2 separate regions of the Ostrinia nubilalis genome follow, and region 2 is linked to region 1. Evidence: chromatin contacts called from public Hi-C data. All regions are on one chromosome and are shown on one strand. Each heading gives the region's core, a stretch centred on a gene start, on an enhancer-like site or on the middle of the called end of the contact. The rest is flanking DNA. Distances are from core to core; before and after follow the strand shown. Region 1 holds the start of LOC135076125. Region 2 holds the start of LOC135076132.

What was found. Hi-C and Micro-C count contacts between places; a contact is called where the count stands out from the background.
Region 2: a Hi-C map of whole body shows a contact between it and region 1, with 4 times the contacts expected there. The contact joins the promoter of LOC135076132 here to the promoter of LOC135076125 in region 1. A contact is called at or near these places in 3 of 5 Hi-C or Micro-C datasets (whole body and whole larva).

What each region holds. Positions count from the first base shown.
Region 1 is chr11:4,805,844-4,809,716 of ilOstNubi1.1, reverse strand. It overlaps LOC135076125, which reads right to left and starts at 1,587. Exons shown (of 7, transcript XM_063970595.1): 1 at 1,565-1,587.
Region 2 is chr11:5,021,111-5,024,604 of ilOstNubi1.1, reverse strand. It overlaps LOC135076132, which reads right to left and starts at 2,040. Exons shown (of 2, transcript XM_063970601.1): 1 at 1,817-2,040. The coding sequence starts at 1,910.

The DNA.
Region 1 (3,873 bases), core at 338-2,837:
GACACGTTTTTTTGCATCATAAGTTTTTGCATCTAAAATTATAATTTATGCTAAAGCGTGTTTAAACCACTACACTGACTTATGATGTTGGATCAAACGTCTCTACTTATTATACTAAATCAAAGTAGGTTCGAATTCATTGAAATTACTTAGTTAGTTAGTTAGTTTTGCAGGGCAATCGAATACCGCACTTAGCCTCATGATTGGGCCATTGTGCGCGATTGAAATTACTTATGTTTTGCTTAAAATCCTATCTAGGAACGTCCCTACCAAATACCTATGTTCTTAATACTTTTCTAAGTAAGAATACAAACCTGTATCCGGTTTATAAATAAGGCCTAGTGAAAGTGAGTGAGGTCACGTAGGTAGTTTCATTAAGTATTAAATGGGCGATTGATTATTATTTGGAAGTAAACTGGTTTTTCCATTAAGATTGATTTGTTTATTTTTATTGTTATAAGAACACCTGTTTGGTGGTTTTTTGTTTGTTGTTAAAAATATTTTTATGTAGATATAGTGAAGTGCTTACTTTGTGGTATAAGAATAATATGTACGCTTTGAAATCATGACATTCTGTTTGATTTTTTTTAAAGTTATTTGTGTACTTAGATGATACACGAAAAGATCGCCTGAAAAATGAAACTAAATCCAAATTAGTTTTCAATAAACTTAAAATGACATGAATAAAAACAATTAATTAGTTAAAATCACAAAGTTGATGAACCAGTGACGTCTTGATTAATAATGAAAAAGAAAAAAAAAATACATGCAGTGGACAAAGAATCTCCTTAATTTTAGAAGCCGGTTAAAAACGAGTCCAAAACATGACATCTTCTGTCGGACGATTTACAAATTGTGTCGGTAATAAAGATCATTTGTCCACTGCAATTACAAATCGAGCGATACAAACAAGATCCGACATTCCTCCGCTGCGTGACCCGTCCAATTACCCGACTTATAATAAGGAGTAATTTACAAAATGACATTCCGACCGATGAGAATATTAATATTTAAGGAATTACGGGGTAAATCGCCCGGGGACCGGCCTAGTCGCTAATGATGCAAGGAGATCTCATGACGGGAACCAAACCTGGTATTAGCAGGATTAGAGACGAGGGTAAATGCTGAAGGCGTGGAATGCTGACCAATCATGGACGGACTGAAGTTTGCAAATAAATTACCAATTATTATATGTAGCTGTTTTGTAAGTGACACAGAATAATAATAAGTACTGTGACACGGCAGTCTTGAAGAAGGGTGAGTACAGTCTTGAAACAAGATTGAGATAAATAATGATTTTGACAAGTCAGTGGCTCCAGATATGAGCCAAATATACGATTTTGATTTGTAATAAAACTAGCCAATGTAGGGAGTGTAGACTAAATCTTCCATTGGCCTCTGGTAAATCAGAGACAGTCGTCTTTTAATTCATAAGCATTGTCTGAAGGTATAGTTAAGGCCTTGGGACTCTACCAAAGCTGAAGTATCTTTTGCACTATTACATACTATTTAATAAAACTTTCAGCTGGAAATTACAAGACAAAATAAAAGAAACCTTACTCACCAGAAAAACGTCTTTCTTCTCGCTATTTGATGGAAATTGTATCTTAATGCAGCCAATCTTTAAATATCTTCACTCAGCGAAAATAGATTTGGCAAAGAGTCAAAATATCGGTGGAATATCCGGAAGACTTACCTATTTGCTCTGTTTTTCAAAGAATTTTAATCAATCATCAAAATGCAATTTTATTTAATATAAAAAACAAGATTTTATTTAAGTTAATATCTAGTATAATCTAATCACCTAACGAGTTAAATGGTAAACTGCTTTTTTATAAACTAAATTTGATGATAACGAGATGAAAATGATTTAGTGCGATCCTTTTGTATGTATGTATAACCCTAAGTAAAATTACCAACGTTTAGTATTTAAACCATACCATATACTTTGGGATTTAACAAGCTTTAATACATAACCAATCCTACATAGAACGGCAGTAAATAAGTATAGGTAAACGTAATGACTTAGCAAATTGCAGTGTCGAGGAGTGGACAGTTCGTAATTTTGTTCAAGTGCCCGAGGTGCAATTTTGCATGTCTGGCCACTCACGCGCATTGGTCTTACGATTGGAGGGCGGCGCGCAGGTAATGGAACTCCACACTGAAATGGTTAGCTAAGGCTTGGTTCAGACACAGCAAGAACTGCGCGGTTGCTGCTTCTCGTATATTTGCATTTTTGCATCAAACTGTTACCACCTCAGTGCCTCGCCAAAGGGAACCACCCAGTAACAGCGTAGTTATCCTGCGTCTGAACTAGGGTTTATCTTAAACCTACCTAGTAACCTTTTTTCGCGGTATTTGTCACTTACTTGTCCTTGGACATCCTTGGACACTTTACACTGCGCCTCTAGTCCCAAACTAAGCAAAGCATGTACCTACTATGGAACAACGGATATTATAAACTAAATAAGGTAGATGATTTTAAGAACATTTTAAAAATAGTTACCTACTTAGGCATGTTAACTTATAATAGGTAACACGTACATATTTTCGCGGGTATACTAGACTTTTATCAGGTAAAAAAAGATGACTTACTTGACTTAAGGTCCCATGTCCCCCAGACAGGGCAGAGGGCGTCCACAACAGTCCTCCACCACGTTCGGTCTTCAGCTTTGCGATTGATCTCACTCCACGTCTTGCTGATTTTCTTCGCCTCGTCTGCTACAAGGCTTAATGATGACTTCAGTAACATTTTTCTTTGTTAATTAAGTAATGATGACAAAATGTTTATTGGAAGCATTGTTAATTCGTAGTTGGCGTTAGGTTAATGTATTTGTCTTACATACACTTGTTTCTAAACTGCTAAATAATAAACACATTTTGCACTGGTCTGGCAACTAAAACTTTTCTAAAATTTAAAATTTTATTTTAAAAGTTTTGTGGGTATGATTGAATTTGATACTTTCTTTTATTTCCAATAACTCTTGCGTCTCACGCCATCTAGCGGCGAGTAGCTTGTTGTTGTTTAGTTTGGTTGGTACCGTAGAGAAAAATTAAAAATATCTTTTGTATTATTATTATTTGTGCTTGGATTTGATTTCATTTATGACTTTCGATCTAAAATGATATTAGTTAACATACTGTACGCTGATAATATTTTTATGCGTTAAGATTTATTTTGCGCCATCTATGTTTAAGTAGCATGACTAATGTACATTGCAAAGCTTACCGTGGCAAACCTGAAGACCGTGCTGAAGAAGAAGTACTTTCATGCTACGCTAAGAGATGGCGTTATCCGAGAATATTGTAAAAGCTCTATGAGATCTCAAGAAACCAAATGAAAAATTTGGGTTGACCCTTTTGCCCCGTTAATTTCATCCTATCATAAAATTTGTCTATATCTGCCGTTTATATGTTCATAGTTTGGGTCGAGCTTTTGTGCTCAGTCATCGATTGAATCAGTAAAGCTTATTCAAAGAGCTTAAATACTAATGTTTCTATCTTGTTGCTGAAAAACATACTTTGTAAAAAGTAAATTTAGAACATAATTTTGCAAAGCAATTATTTACCGCGGCTAATTTAGAGGCAGATAGCGCCTGAAGCCATTAAGTACAACCTCCCCATAAGGTAAACGGCTACTAGTTCGTGATAGTACGTAAGTTCGTAAGTTTTTTTTCTAGCTCAAATAATAAGCAAATGGAATATAATTTATAAAAATTCTTCATTACTACAAAAACTCTATTATTTAAGCTATCTAAAAAACCAAGTACCAACATTGTGACGCCAAAAATGAGAGCAATACGAAGCTTCAAACTCTCAGAGAGCCAAAAACATCCGTGCGGCTTGCAAAGGTCGCTCTCACCGTAAGGTTAG
Region 2 (3,494 bases), core at 791-3,290, 210 kb before region 1:
TATTCACAAGTCGTAATAATACTCTTGAGAATTTCAGTCGAGACAGTTAACTAAATAATTCTAAACTCCGCTAAGATCAGCCGCTGACTTGGTCATGCATTTGAGACAATATAAAGTGAGTGTAACAAAAGACTCGCAAAAAGCTTGTTATACTAACGCAATCTATTCATTCCGCCAGATTGGGATACAAGAAAGACAAAGCAAAGTGAGACTTCGGCGCTAAAACTCCGTTGGTTTTGGTCCAATTGGTCGCGGCCGTCGAATTTCACGGTGCTGTCGAATATTAATTTCTGTACAACGAATCTGGGTCGAAATGCTTACAGTAAATGTAATTATTAGTAAGCAATGTTATGCTTATGAAGGCAATAATTGGTCGGCATTACAATTGCAAATGTATCGACGAAATAAATTGTACCGATGTTTGCAGAACTCGGCAGCTGCACGTGTTGCCCATTTAAATGCATTTTCCCTAGCCTTCGAATGGCTGGCCAGTTGAAAGTCCTGCAGTTTATATCGGAAAATTCTCTATTGAGTTTAGCTCGTCTCGTCTTAACCTAGGTAGGTACTCGTTATTTCTGTAAATGTACGAATTTATTGTCACGTTAACTAATTTTATAGAGCAGAAGCTTGGCTTCCCTGTACAGACGATGAGCACTGGATCGCCACGGACCTAGCAGTGCCTGATCCCAAAAGGTTAAAACTGCTAGATTTAACCTAGACTTAACCTTAACTAGATTTAAGTTAAACTAACACTACTTACCCTCTTTATGTCATAATTTTCAATTCATTCTGTGCACACATGTTTAGAGTTGCGGTTTCGATTAATCTATGGAATATTATCTGTGCCTGAATATGACTGTAACTTGTTTTGTGAGCCTTAAATAAATAAATTTGAAAAAAAACCTTGAAAAATGGTACAACTTTTATCATGTGTGTTTCAACGTCAACTAGTTAGACATTGAATGATGTTTTTCAATCTGGTTTTAACTAATCAATCGATTTTGCACCAAATTAATGCATTTTAGGCGTAACGTCTTTTTGCATTGAGTAGGTCATTGTCAAGCAAAACGTGCAACCGATTTTATTTGCTGTGAAATTGCCCGTAAAAGTTATTTGATTGTTTTGCAACTAAGCCAATAGTTCTTGAATCGCCTTGCATAAGTTTTTTTTTCGTTTTGCAACGAAACCAACTTAAGTTTTCTTCGAGTCTTGCATCTCTTTATTCTAAGTTTAATGTTCTAACCCTACGTTAAGTAATTTATATTACTTTTTACAAGTAATTATCTAAAAATTTATGCAATTTCTTGAATGTGGGTTTAAGTTAGGTATTTATTAGTTGTTGAATGTTAATGTGAGATCGTGTTGGATATTCGTTATTGTTACAGTTATTTTATGCAAGTACCATTATTCCTGCCTGCGGTAATTTACAATCAATGGCGGCATACCCACGATGATTGCTATGATACCCAATTAATTGCTTTATGATAATTAAAGGTTTATGATTTATTTTCCTTTCACACCTATTAGGACCTTGTTGAACCATAATAAATAGGCTGCATAAATAAATACTTTTAGGCATCAAAGATCCTTCAAATTATTTCAAGTTTATCCCTATAAATTCCCTGCTGCTGCTGCGTGCTAAGTATGCTAATAGATAGCGCGTCAAATAGATAATGTAATGTTAGACCCTCGCGGGATTTGAACCCACGCCTATTGTTTTGGAACGCAAACCACATGACCAGAGAGTTTCCTAGTTTACTGCTCATGTATTATAAATTATTCATTAATTAATTAAGTCATGAAATTTTCATCTCACCGTATTTTTGAGTTCTCCTCACATCCCCTGCAGGGCCAGCTGTTGCGGCAGAAATCATTAGAAACATGAGGGCAATCCTTGCACTCGCACCCATTTTGATAAAGTCACCGTGTTTTGTTTATAAAAAGTTTTAATTGTGATTTTTTAATTCACGAATAATAGACGCAACTATTTCCCGCGTAGTCCGGTAACATTTGCGCCGCGTGCGTCCGCGCCCGCGAGCTGTGAGCGACTGAGCCCGCCGCTTGCACTTTCTATGGGCTTTATGCGCGCGCGCAGCGTACCGTCTGCTGCACCCGCACTGCGCACGCACGCCGTGACCTATTGTAATCGTGATTTTCGAAAACTTAAGTTTGGGTCGGTGTTAGATTGGAGGTTTCCATGGTTTTAGGATAAGCTTGAGATCTTCGGGACGTGATAGGCGTTCTTTCATTCAGCACTGCTGGCGCCAGTGACAATTTCAAATATTATTAGGTACTAGATTAATGACAAAAATAAAAATTATTTAAGTACTAGAAGAAAGGTCATATTATTTAACATCACATTTTCAGCCCGTTAACTGCAGTTGAAGTAGAAAAATAAAGCGGTTGCGTAGGATTTTAGAAATCTTTTCCCCCTTTTACAGGCACTGAACAGTCATTGTTTGCAGTTCAGCCTGAACTACGGCCGCCGCTTGCACTTTTTATGGGCTTTAAGCGCGCACGCAGCGTACCGTCTGCTGCACCCGCACTGCGCACGCACACGCTGCGCCGTGACCTATTATAATTGTGATTTTCGTGTTAGAGATTTTAGCTGTTTTAGGATAAGCTGTACACTGTGTAGGTTTGTTGTCGACACGAAAAGAAAGAAGAAGGATAAGCTTGAGATAATTTTTGGGCCACCATCCTCATTAACCCGTTCTTTCAGTGCCAACAGCCACTTTATGGAAATAACGGATACTATCTGAATCAATTCAAACATTCGCATTAAGATTATTTTCCGTGCCTAAAAGACAAATAATGCAAAAAAGCTATTTTCAGTCACATGCCGCTATCCGTTCACTGAACTGCTGAAGATATAAAACTGTAATAATTTTAAAATTATTATTTTATATTTTATATTAGTGGTGGTTAAAAGAAATTTATTTCAATTAACATGAGCATAGCACATTTCAAAATTTTCGTAGTAACCAAACTACGAGATAAGCATTGTTATGGGGGTCCGGCTTTCATTTGATTTTTTCAGTCGGAAAATCATTGATACATCTTATTGAATGCAATGCAACTCATACTGATATTCACGTAGCAACAATAATTTATTAAAACTAATCCCTTGAATGGAATAGTAAAGGGCTTCACATCACGTGCCTGACCCACACGGGTCGCTTGCAGTCGGCGATGCTACGATTATAAGTACACGAAACCTACTGAAGCAAATATATTTTACAGGTACGTTTTATTGCATAAATTGATTATATGTACTTAGGCAGCAAACTATGAATAACTGAACTATAAATATGAATTAATCATTAATAAATTTCATTCAATATTATTAACTAATAATAGGTAATAAAGTTATTTTTATTTCTAACGTTTAATGAAAACTCGCGCGCGAAAAGCGGACCTTACAACACTACACTGTCGTCGGAAACAGCTTACCGGAGCGTGAAGTATGAAGGCCGGACCATCAGACCGCTATC